Regions from separate parts of the Mus musculus genome. Here region 2 is linked to region 1. Evidence: chromatin contacts called from public HiChIP or PLAC-seq data. All regions are on one chromosome and are shown on one strand. Each heading gives the region's core, a stretch centred on a gene start, on an enhancer-like site or on the middle of the called end of the contact. The rest is flanking DNA. Distances are from core to core; before and after follow the strand shown. Region 1 overlaps Zbtb16 (zinc finger and BTB domain containing 16). Region 2 has its middle 18 kb from the start of Htr3a.

Evidence for each region. HiChIP or PLAC-seq counts read pairs in DNA pulled down with a chosen protein or histone mark.
Region 2: an H3K4me3 HiChIP or PLAC-seq map of embryonic basal ganglia shows a contact between it and region 1, with 4 times the contacts expected there. The contact joins two enhancer-like sites. A contact is called at or near these places in 1 of 484 Hi-C or Micro-C datasets (bone marrow-derived macrophages) and 11 of 115 datasets of contacts at active chromatin or transcription factors (embryonic basal ganglia, embryonic forebrain, embryonic limb bud and 6 more).

What each region holds. Positions count from the first base shown.
Region 1 is chr9:48,647,185-48,651,938 of GRCm38.p6, forward strand. It overlaps Zbtb16 (zinc finger and BTB domain containing 16), which reads right to left. Exons shown (of 7, transcript NM_001364543.1): 7 at 4,613-4,754. Among named protein-coding and RNA genes, the nearest start is that of Gm32280, 21 kb to the right of the region's middle. Within about 2 kb of position 2,102, at least 101 of the 459 cell types and tissues checked have an H3K27ac peak or open chromatin away from gene starts, as enhancers often do.
Region 2 is chr9:48,926,571-48,931,324 of GRCm38.p6, forward strand. No RefSeq gene overlaps it. Among named protein-coding and RNA genes, the nearest start is that of Htr3a, 18 kb to the left of the region's middle. Within about 2 kb of position 2,596, at least 10 of the 459 cell types and tissues checked have an H3K27ac peak or open chromatin away from gene starts, as enhancers often do.

The DNA.
Region 1 (4,754 bases), core at 852-3,351:
TGGAGGGATTCCTTCCTGGTGACAAGGGGCGGGTGCTGTGAGAACAGGCGACAGAACAAAACTGTCAACCCTGGATGACAGGATGGAGAGGAGGCTCTTCCCTTAACAGGACCGTGTGTGTGTGTGTGTGTGTGTGTGTGTGTGTGTGTGTGTGTGTGTGTGTGTGTGTCACAGCCTCTGTTTACTCCCCTGTAAAGAGGAGCCAATAGCCAGTACTTCTCCACAAGAGCTGTGGTGCTGAACGGAAGCAGATTCATTTCATGTCCTGTAGATGAAAGGCGTCCCACCTTCCCTCCACTCACCCCTCCAGCTGGTGAGCTCTGGCTGTTGTCTCTCCCACTGCCCAAGAGTCAGACAGAAGGAGCCCAGCGTGGCAGGACTACGGTGTGGACAAAACCGTGTTCTCTCGCTATTATCTTGTCCAGGGAATTCAGTTAGGGTGGTAAGTTCGGGGGGCTCTATGTCAGGCTGAGAGAAGCTGGGCAACAGAGAACAGCCAGAGGTGTGTAACAAGGAGCAGCTGAAAGCCACTGGGCTTTGCTATTAATGTAGTCAGTAAATAAATAAAGGAGGGCTTAAGCTGAGTGTACAGCAATCAGTTTGGAACTACAGGGTAATTAGCTCTGCAGGGGGCCGCAGGGCTGCAGAGTCAGGTTTAAATGAGAGAGTTCACTTTCACTGAGGCACCCCTGGGGTGCAAAGAAAGCAGCCTAGGGGAGTCAGTCCGCCAGCACTCCGGGTAAGGAGTGGCCAAAGAGCTGTAGCTCTGGGTCTGGGAGCACAGAGAGAGCTAGGGCCTCCCGGTGGGGCAAAGCCTTCCGGTCTGTGTGGAAACAGCTCACCCTAGACTGGACCAAGCCAGGTAGTCCCCAGCTATAAAATGCCACTGTCCTGAGCCTGTCACGCCTTCTTCCTTTAAGGTGACCTTAGGAACAAATACAGGCGCAAGAGCCCACACTGAGCTACTCTACCTGCAGCATGGATACCAGTTCTTGATGTCATGGGGAGATGCCTAGGTGGGCATGTGAGGGGCGTCTTCCTATTTAGCTCCATTTCCTCACCCTTGGCGACTGCATCCTCAGTTTCAGTGAGCGAATTGCCTCTCTTCTTCCCTCTATTTTCCTTCCATGTATTCAGCAAAGATTTATTGGGCACCTGCCAAGTGCAATGTTAGGCTCTAGGAACACCAAGATATAGAACACACGGTTCCTAACCTCAAGGAACTCGATGTCTGGTGAAGGGAACACCGGAGAGCTTAGATGACAGTAATGCACTGTGACAAATGGCGGGTTGCAGGGTCTGCATAGCAGGGCACCCGATACAGTCTCAGGCATCTAGGGAAGGTCTCCTGAGAAAGGTAGCATTTGAGATGAAGCAAGACCCCGGGGAAAGCTGAGAGGACCAGGAAGCTTGCGTTGTGCTCTGTTCAGCTGGTGAAACAGGGTGACACAGGCCGCAGAGCACAGGACCCTAAGTCTCTAAAACCATCCTGGTGATCAAATTGACTCTAGCAAGGTAGGGGTGGATCTAAAGAACAGATTGGGGTGTCAAGCAGGGACTACCATTGAGGTCCCATGGGGAGTTTGGACCTATCCTAGGAGTGATTAAGGAGTTTTCAAAAACGTGATAAGTTGTCTGTAGAGGGGGAGCGGTGGGGGGATATATTCTCTGCAGGATGGAAGAGTAAAGGATGGATGGATGCTGGGGCGAGAGGGACTCTGCTGGCAGCTAGGCGGAAGGCACTGTGGCTGTGGGTGGAGGGAGAGGAGGTGCTGGCAGGATGGAGCAGTCCTTAGATTCACTCTTCTTTGTTTGATCAGCTACACTCTTGTGGGTCTTGTGCAGACTTCTGTTAATTCTGGGCTTCAACTCTGCTCCCTGAGTGACATCCAGAGCCACTAAAAAGAGAGCCAATCAAGGGTGTACCAGAACCTCGGCAGTAGTGACAGAGAGCACTGGACAGGAAGGGACCGCAGGGAAGTAGTGAGTAGAGGAGGCTCCCAGCCAACCAAGCCAAGAGCACAAGTGGGATGATCCCCATCCACCCAACCTGGACTCTATCTTTCCAGTCCAGCTGCCTGTCCCCTCTTCTGACCTCAGCCTCGTGCCCCGCCCCACCCCCACCCCTGGCGGGGCCTGCCCTAGAGGCAGTTCCCCATGCTGCGGGCTGGGGCAGAGGGCAGCTGCGGCCCGCTGCCCAGGGAGGGAGGAGGGGCTGCAGCAGGCCTCGGAGGAGCGTTCTCAGGCTGGCCTGGCCGGGGCCCCTTTCTCTCCATGAGATCATATCTGGGTCAAAGAGCATGTAAAGCAGGCAGACCCCGGCGGTCACACAAAGCCCATTCAGCCAGCTCCTATTCACTCACCTCCTCTCCCCAAGAGCCCGCGCCGCCGGGACCCCAGTGCAGTGCCTAAGCCCCAGCTTTGATGTCCAAGAACAGAAAACGGCGATTAAATGTTGTTTTAAAGAGGGAGTGCCCACTGCCCTCCCATCTGTCAAGAGAAAGCTGAGGCCTGAGGAAGGGGTGGGGTGCAGAGGGGGAGGGACGGAGTGCAGAGAGGGCGGGGCGGGGGCTGGCTTGAGGGGCAAGGCTTGAGGGGAGCAGATCCCAATCAAAACGTATACATCTTTGGCCAAGGACTGTTTTTGTTTTTGTTTTTGTTTTTAAGAAGCAGGGACACGTGACGTGGTAGTGAGGTACAGGGCAAAAGAAATATCCCAGAAATGAGAGTGAGTAATGGGGGAGAAAACGGAGGAGTGACAAAGAGAGATGCAAACCTGGGTGCAAGATGAGGAGAAAGAGACGGGAAAGGAGGACCAACAGAGGACCTAGGGCTCGGAAGAATGGAAGGCTTCCTGCCATGGGCTGGGCCTCTTCCTGGGAGGGTTGTTAGGGTTAGTGTGACTTCAGAGTCTCTCAGCTCAACAACCCGAAGGCCAACAGACCCAGGACCTGGAGAATAAAAACTGGAAACACACACACACACACACACACACACACACACACACACACACACACACACACGCATGCACACACACGTGTGTCAGTGGAAGTGCAGGAACTCAGGCTACACTGTTTTAGCGCTGTTAGTGACCCACTATGGAGGCCGTGACTTGGGTCTAGTGGGAAGACATGACGCTGGAGAAGAAAGGCAGAGATGTTATCAGGCTGTGCATCCAGGGCCTGAGCAGAGCTGCAGTTAGTGCTGAAGATGAGCCAGGTGGTGCTCTCCCCTGCAGCCGGGGACCAGATGGAGCCTCAGGCGTTGTAGGTCAGGCAGGTGCTATACCACTGAGTGAAAACCTCTAGCTATGCAACAGGTCATGACTGCCACAGAACCTTCTGGTGAAAGCTCTGTGTTGAGACAACTCCGAAGCTTGCTTCCCCGTGAAGAAGACAGAGGGCTATCGTACCTCAAGCCTGGGAAAAGCAGGCATCCTTTGGCATCTGATCTGGTCAGGGTTAGACCCCCGCATACTGACTGCATGAGACTGAGTGGTCACCACACACTTTGAAAAAAACGTGGCAGCTTCGGGAGTGCTGCTTCCTGAATTCCCAGTGCAGAAACTATCACTCAAGCCAAGAGTTTTTCTGAATGAAACTGTCACTTAGTGCATTGTTCCAAGGTCAAACGACATTCATACATTTAACACTGCTTCTCAACCCACACCCCAAAGCAAGGGTGTTGGGTTGATGAGATGGCTCAGTGAGAAATGGTACCTGCTGCCAAGCCTGACAGCCAGACTTGGGTTCTCAGGACTCAAAGGTAAACAGAGAGAATGGACTCCCTTTGTATTCTGGGATGGAGAGATGGCTCAGAGTACTTCTTGCTCTTGCTGAGGTCCCAGGCTCGATTCCCAGCCTGATGGCTCACAACCATTTCTGACCTTGGTTCCAGAGCATCTGAAAACTTCTTCTCACCTCAGAGGGCAGGCAGCAGGAACACATAGGGTGCACATACATATGTGCAGGAAAACCATTCATACACAGAACTCCTCCTCAACCTTTTAGTCTTCTAACCTCTATACATGTGCTTGGTGTGTGTGTGAGCGTGTGCACACATACTCACACGCTCACACACACACTAAATAAAATGTAACCGAAATATTTTAAAAGCAAGAATGGGAGCTAGTAAAATGGCTCAGTGGGCCAAGACCCTTGCTGCCAGGCCTAATGACCTGAGTTCAATCCTTGGGTTTGTGACTTGTAAATGTAGCATTAAAATGTCATGCAAAAAAAAAAAAAAGGCTGAATGTGGGGCTGAGATGGCTCAGTGGCAAAGGAACGTGCCATGGAAGGTTGGAGTAGATCCTCAGAACCCACACAGTGGAATGAGACTTCGAGAAGCTGTACTCTGACCTCCCACCCTCACCCCCCCACCCCCACCCCGCCGTACATGCACCATGGCAGATGTTCGTGTGTGTACCTGTGCATCTGTGCACACACACCGGTCACCAAATCACTAAGAATGCAAAACAATCAGGGCTTATACTAACACATTAACATTTCTCTGCCTTCATCTCCAGGCAGAAATCCCAGTTCCTCCAGTGTGTTCCCACCCAAGACAGGAAAGAAAGAGGTCGAGGCACATTTTTTAAAAAGGACACTTGGAGCCAGAGACAACTGAGTTAACTTTATTCTCTTCTAACTGCAGATTCAAGGTATACAACTGAACATCGCTATTTTTCTTATGAGACTTATAAATAAAAATACAAAAAATGTTCACTACAAAAAAATCTACTGTTAGTAGGATGT
Region 2 (4,754 bases), core at 1,346-3,845, 280 kb after region 1:
GGTAGTCTTGGTTCTATAAGAGAGCAGGCTGAGCAAGCCAGGGGAAGCAAGCCAGTAAAGAACATCCCTCCATGGCCTCTGCATCAGCTCCTGCTTTTTGACCTGCTTGAGTTCCAGTCCTGACTTCCTTTGGTGATGAACAGCAGTATGGAAGTGTAAGCTGAATAAACCCTTACCCCCCCCTAACTTGCTTCTTGGTCATGATGTTTGTGCAGGAATAGAAACCCTGACTAAGACACCCCACCTCCATCCCCCGATGGGATGTTGGCAGAGCTCATCTTGTATAGGTCTCATGCAAATAACTACAACTGCTGTGACATTCTTTCTACATTGCCTTCCTTCCAGGATATTCCTTGAACCTTGGAGGGGGTGACATAGATGTCTGGTTTATGGGTTAAATTGCTTCCTGTCAGGAATTTGATTATGGTGACAAGAAGTTAGTTAATACACTGGGTCAATCCTAAATGTAAGCACAAGTCTCTTCATATGAAGGAGATTTGAGGACAAGGAAGGAGAAGATGGAAGCAAATGATGATGCAGGGAGGGGCCACCAGAAAAAGAGAAGAAGAGAAAAAGACAGGTGGCCTTTAGAAGCTGGAAAAGAGAAAGAACCCATTCTGCTCTCTTTTCAGAAGGGATCCATTCTGCCAACACCTTAGCTTTGAAGGACATAAGAGAATGAATGTGTGCTGCTTTAAGCCACCAAATCTGTAGCAATTTATTGAAGTAGCAACAGGGAACTGATACATTCCACAGACAGCCCCATCCATAACGACCAGCACGAATGCTGATTGTGTGTGTGTGTGTGTGTGTTTAAGTTGTGTAGCTTTTGTTGTTTGCTTGTTTTGAGTTTCTCTGACTTGCTTTCATTGTGATGGTAGTTTGCTTGTGTTTGTTTTTATTTATTGAGCCCAGGTCTCACCATGTATCCCAGACTGGCTTTGAACTTTCAATCTTTCTTCTGTAGCCTCCCCAAAATGTGAGATTAGAAGCATGTGCTTCTGTATGCAACTCCCAATTACCCTTTTCTTCCTTCATCCTCTCCTCTTTGTTTTCTTAAGACGAGTCTCCTGTGGTCCAAGATGGTCTGAAACTTGCTATGTCCACCAAGGATGATTCTAAACCTCAAATACTCCTACCTTTACTTCCCAAATAATACACACTCAGTTTGTAGGGTCCTGGGGATTAAACCCAGGGCTTTGTGTATACTAGGCATGTACCCTACCACAGCCTCAATCATGTTTTTATACATCAACAGACCTTACGTCCTCAGGGACTAAGATTAGAACCTGACCATAGTACAGAGGCCCAGAAGATTGCTAGTCTGTATAGCCTTGTTCTCTGTCTCAAATGGACTGCACATAGCCAGTGCCTGTAGGTAGCAGTATCTGTATCTAACATCATCTAATGTCATCTTTACCATAATCTTGGGATAGTATCATCTCCCAGCCACATCTCCAGAATGAGAGCTCTGATGACCCTTCAACTTCATGTTGCTACAACACATACACACACACACACACACACACACACACACACACACACACACACACACACACGATACACACATGTACATACAAGCATGCATGCATGCCCACTACTATCCCAAATAGCAAGAGACTCCCAAGTCTATAAACCAACAATGGCCACCCTTGTCTCTGCTTAGTGCCCTGGAGAATCCCAGGATGACAAGGAGAATTAATTCAGGTTAGCAGAAAATCCAGAGAGCAGAGGAGTATCCAGAAAGATTGGCAGGCTGAAGGAAGACCTAAGACCTAGAGTGAAGCCGTCTCCTGGAGCCCTGGAACCTAATGGGTATTGCCTACAGGGGAAGATGGGAAATGGAGAGAACTTTCATTCTCTCAGGGACCAGAGTGAAGAAGCAGTAAAAGGGAGAATGGGCTACTTGGTATCAGGGACCTGGTAAGGAAGACCAAGCAACCACTCAAAGTTATGATTCCTCTTCCTGGTATTTGCCCTGGCAAGGGACAGGAGTAGTGGCAGCAATGTGGCCTGGTTGACACTTGGGACTCCCAGACCCTTCCCACTCCCAGAGTGATCTTCATTGAGCCAACACTGTATCGGATGCCAGAGGTGAAGGTGGATGGCACCTCATGCTCCCTGCCATCTCCGACTCACAGCATTCTGCTGCTCCTAGCTCTAAGACCGGAGGGGTGTGGTGAACGAGAGGATTACATCTGTCAGAGGCAAGAATCATGCATTGGAGGGCAGAGAGGTCCAGGGTTTTTCCCTGAGCAGGGCTGGGAGTGGGCTCTGATGCGGTAAGCATTTGATGTGGTGTGTCACTGCCTTATTCCTTGCAGAGAGTGGGTGTTTGCTGTCAGGAGCAGGAGCCAGAGGAAGGGGCCTGATGCACACTCGTTGGCTGTTTCCTTGGACAGCCATCTGCCCACAGCCTATAATTCAGAGGCCCAGCTGCACTGGGTGCTTGACCGATCTGATTGTGAAGAGGGGAGATTACCAAGTGCACTGCAGTGATTGGCAGGTGCCCCAGGGCCCAGCTGCCCTGGTAGCAGAGTGGACTCCAAGGGACACTGTTCTATCTCTGAATGCCCACCTCCCAATTATTCAGGCCTCCCAGAATCCCACAGTCACCTGCAATCCTCTTGATCCTTAGAACCCCTGCTTCCCCCAGAGTGGGTGAATGTGCAAACACATCCCGTGGGGATCTGTGGAACTCAGATGGCACGCCTGCACTTCTCACTGGTTCCCAAGAAGTGCCGAATCTAGTCCCAGTCTCTGTTTGTCTGTCTGTCTGTTTGTCTGTCTCTATCTGTGTCTTTCTCTGTCTCTCTTAGCCTCTTCCCCCACCCCCCAACTCCTACCCTGAGCTCTCAAAAAGCCTGATGCTATATATCCAGGCAGCTTGTGCCAAACCAGCAGGTTTTCATCGGATGAAGTCAGACAGCTTTAAGAAGTACACTGCAGTGAAGCCCAAATGTGATTCTGAGCCCCCACATCTGCGCCCTTTTACACCCCCCCCCTGTCAGATGGAGTGCTCCTTGAAGCTCCTGCACACTGTCACCATCTTTCCTGGGCAGCTCTGTTGGCACAGGGCCAGGTCCCTGACACACAGAGCAAATGCTCAGGTCACTACTGAGCTAAAGGGTGGGTCTGTGTATGAATGAGTTCGATTTGTGGGGTACTACCCCCTCAAACAACCCTTCCTCTCATACTTGGCTCAGTGCACAACTGTCTCCTCTGTTGAAGCCGACCACTAAGTTTCGTAGCATGCTACACTGAAGTGCCCAGAAAAGCAGAGGAAAGAGATTTTGTACTTCTGGAACCCTCAGAGCAGGCTGAAGGACCATCACTTTTACATTATGTACGCTGGTGCTTTGATATCTAGAGTCCTTCTGACGCTGGAGAGACTGTTCCCCCAAGAATGAGCCATTCACTAGATATGATGAATGGTTAGCCTACAAGCATATTGTCCAAATAAGAGCCAACTGATCCAAAGCCAAACCCTGTCTCAGCAACCTTCTTAGGAGTTCCTATGCTCCAGATGGTGGGCACCTGCTCTACTTGCCCCAAAGTCTAGTGTCTGATCACTAGGGACAGCCTTCCTGACATCATTGAAAGCCAGTGCTAAATCTATGTCCCTCGACTCCTATATTTCTTCTTACAGAAATCACATTTAAGGCTGTTGTACCTTCCTTTGTCTTCATCACCTGTGATGAAACTCAGCATTTTCTGTGATACGCACTACCCACTCTCTACAATGATACGGTGCAGCTCCCATTCATGGGAATGGTGCACAATAAAAGGTCTTTCCTGATAGTAAGTACTTGGTCTGCTGTCTTAGTCAGGGTTTCTATTCCTGCACGAACATCATGACCAAGAAACAAGTTGGGGAGGAAAGGGTTTATTCAGCTTACACTTCCATACTGCTGTTCATCACCAAAGGAAGTCAGGACTGGAACTCAAACAGGTCAGAAAACAGGAGCTGATGCAGAGGCCATGGAGGAATGTTACTTACTGGCTTGCTTCCCCTGGCTTGCTCAGCCTGCTCTCTTATAGAACCCAAGACTACCAGCCCAGAGATGGTCTCACCCAAAAGGGGCCTTTCCCCCTTGATCACTAATTGAGAAAATGCCTTACAACTGGATCTCATGGAGGCACTTCCCCAACTGAAGCTCATTTCTCTGTGATAACTCCAGCCTGTGTCAAGTTGACACACAAAACCAGCCAGTACACTCTGCTAATCACACTATAGCTCAGATTTTTTACTAATACACTGTAGTACTTATTTAACAAATATTTATTTATCTACCTTATATGCATGTGTGTGTTCTGGGTAGATGTATGTACCTTGCACATATGTGGAAGGCTGCAGAGGTCGGAAGAGGGCGTCATATGCCCTGGCCCTGAAGTTACGAGAGGATATGAGTACCATGTTTAGTTACATGGTTGTCCTCTGCAAGAGCACTAAATCCTCTTACCCCTTAATCTATCTCTAATCCAGGTAACACATTTTTAAGACAAGACATCACCATGCAGCCCAGGCAGATCTCAAAAACCTGCCTCCTCCTCCTCCTCCTCCTCCTCCTCCTGAATGCTGGGATTACACATGTGCATTACCATGTCCAGCGTAATATGCTATATTTTAAAGCAGAGGTAAGGGGCTGGCTGAGTAGCACAGTGGCTAATGGAGCCTGTTGTGAGGTCTGACAACCAGAGTTTAATCCCTGTAACACATACACATACACACACACACACATACACACACACAC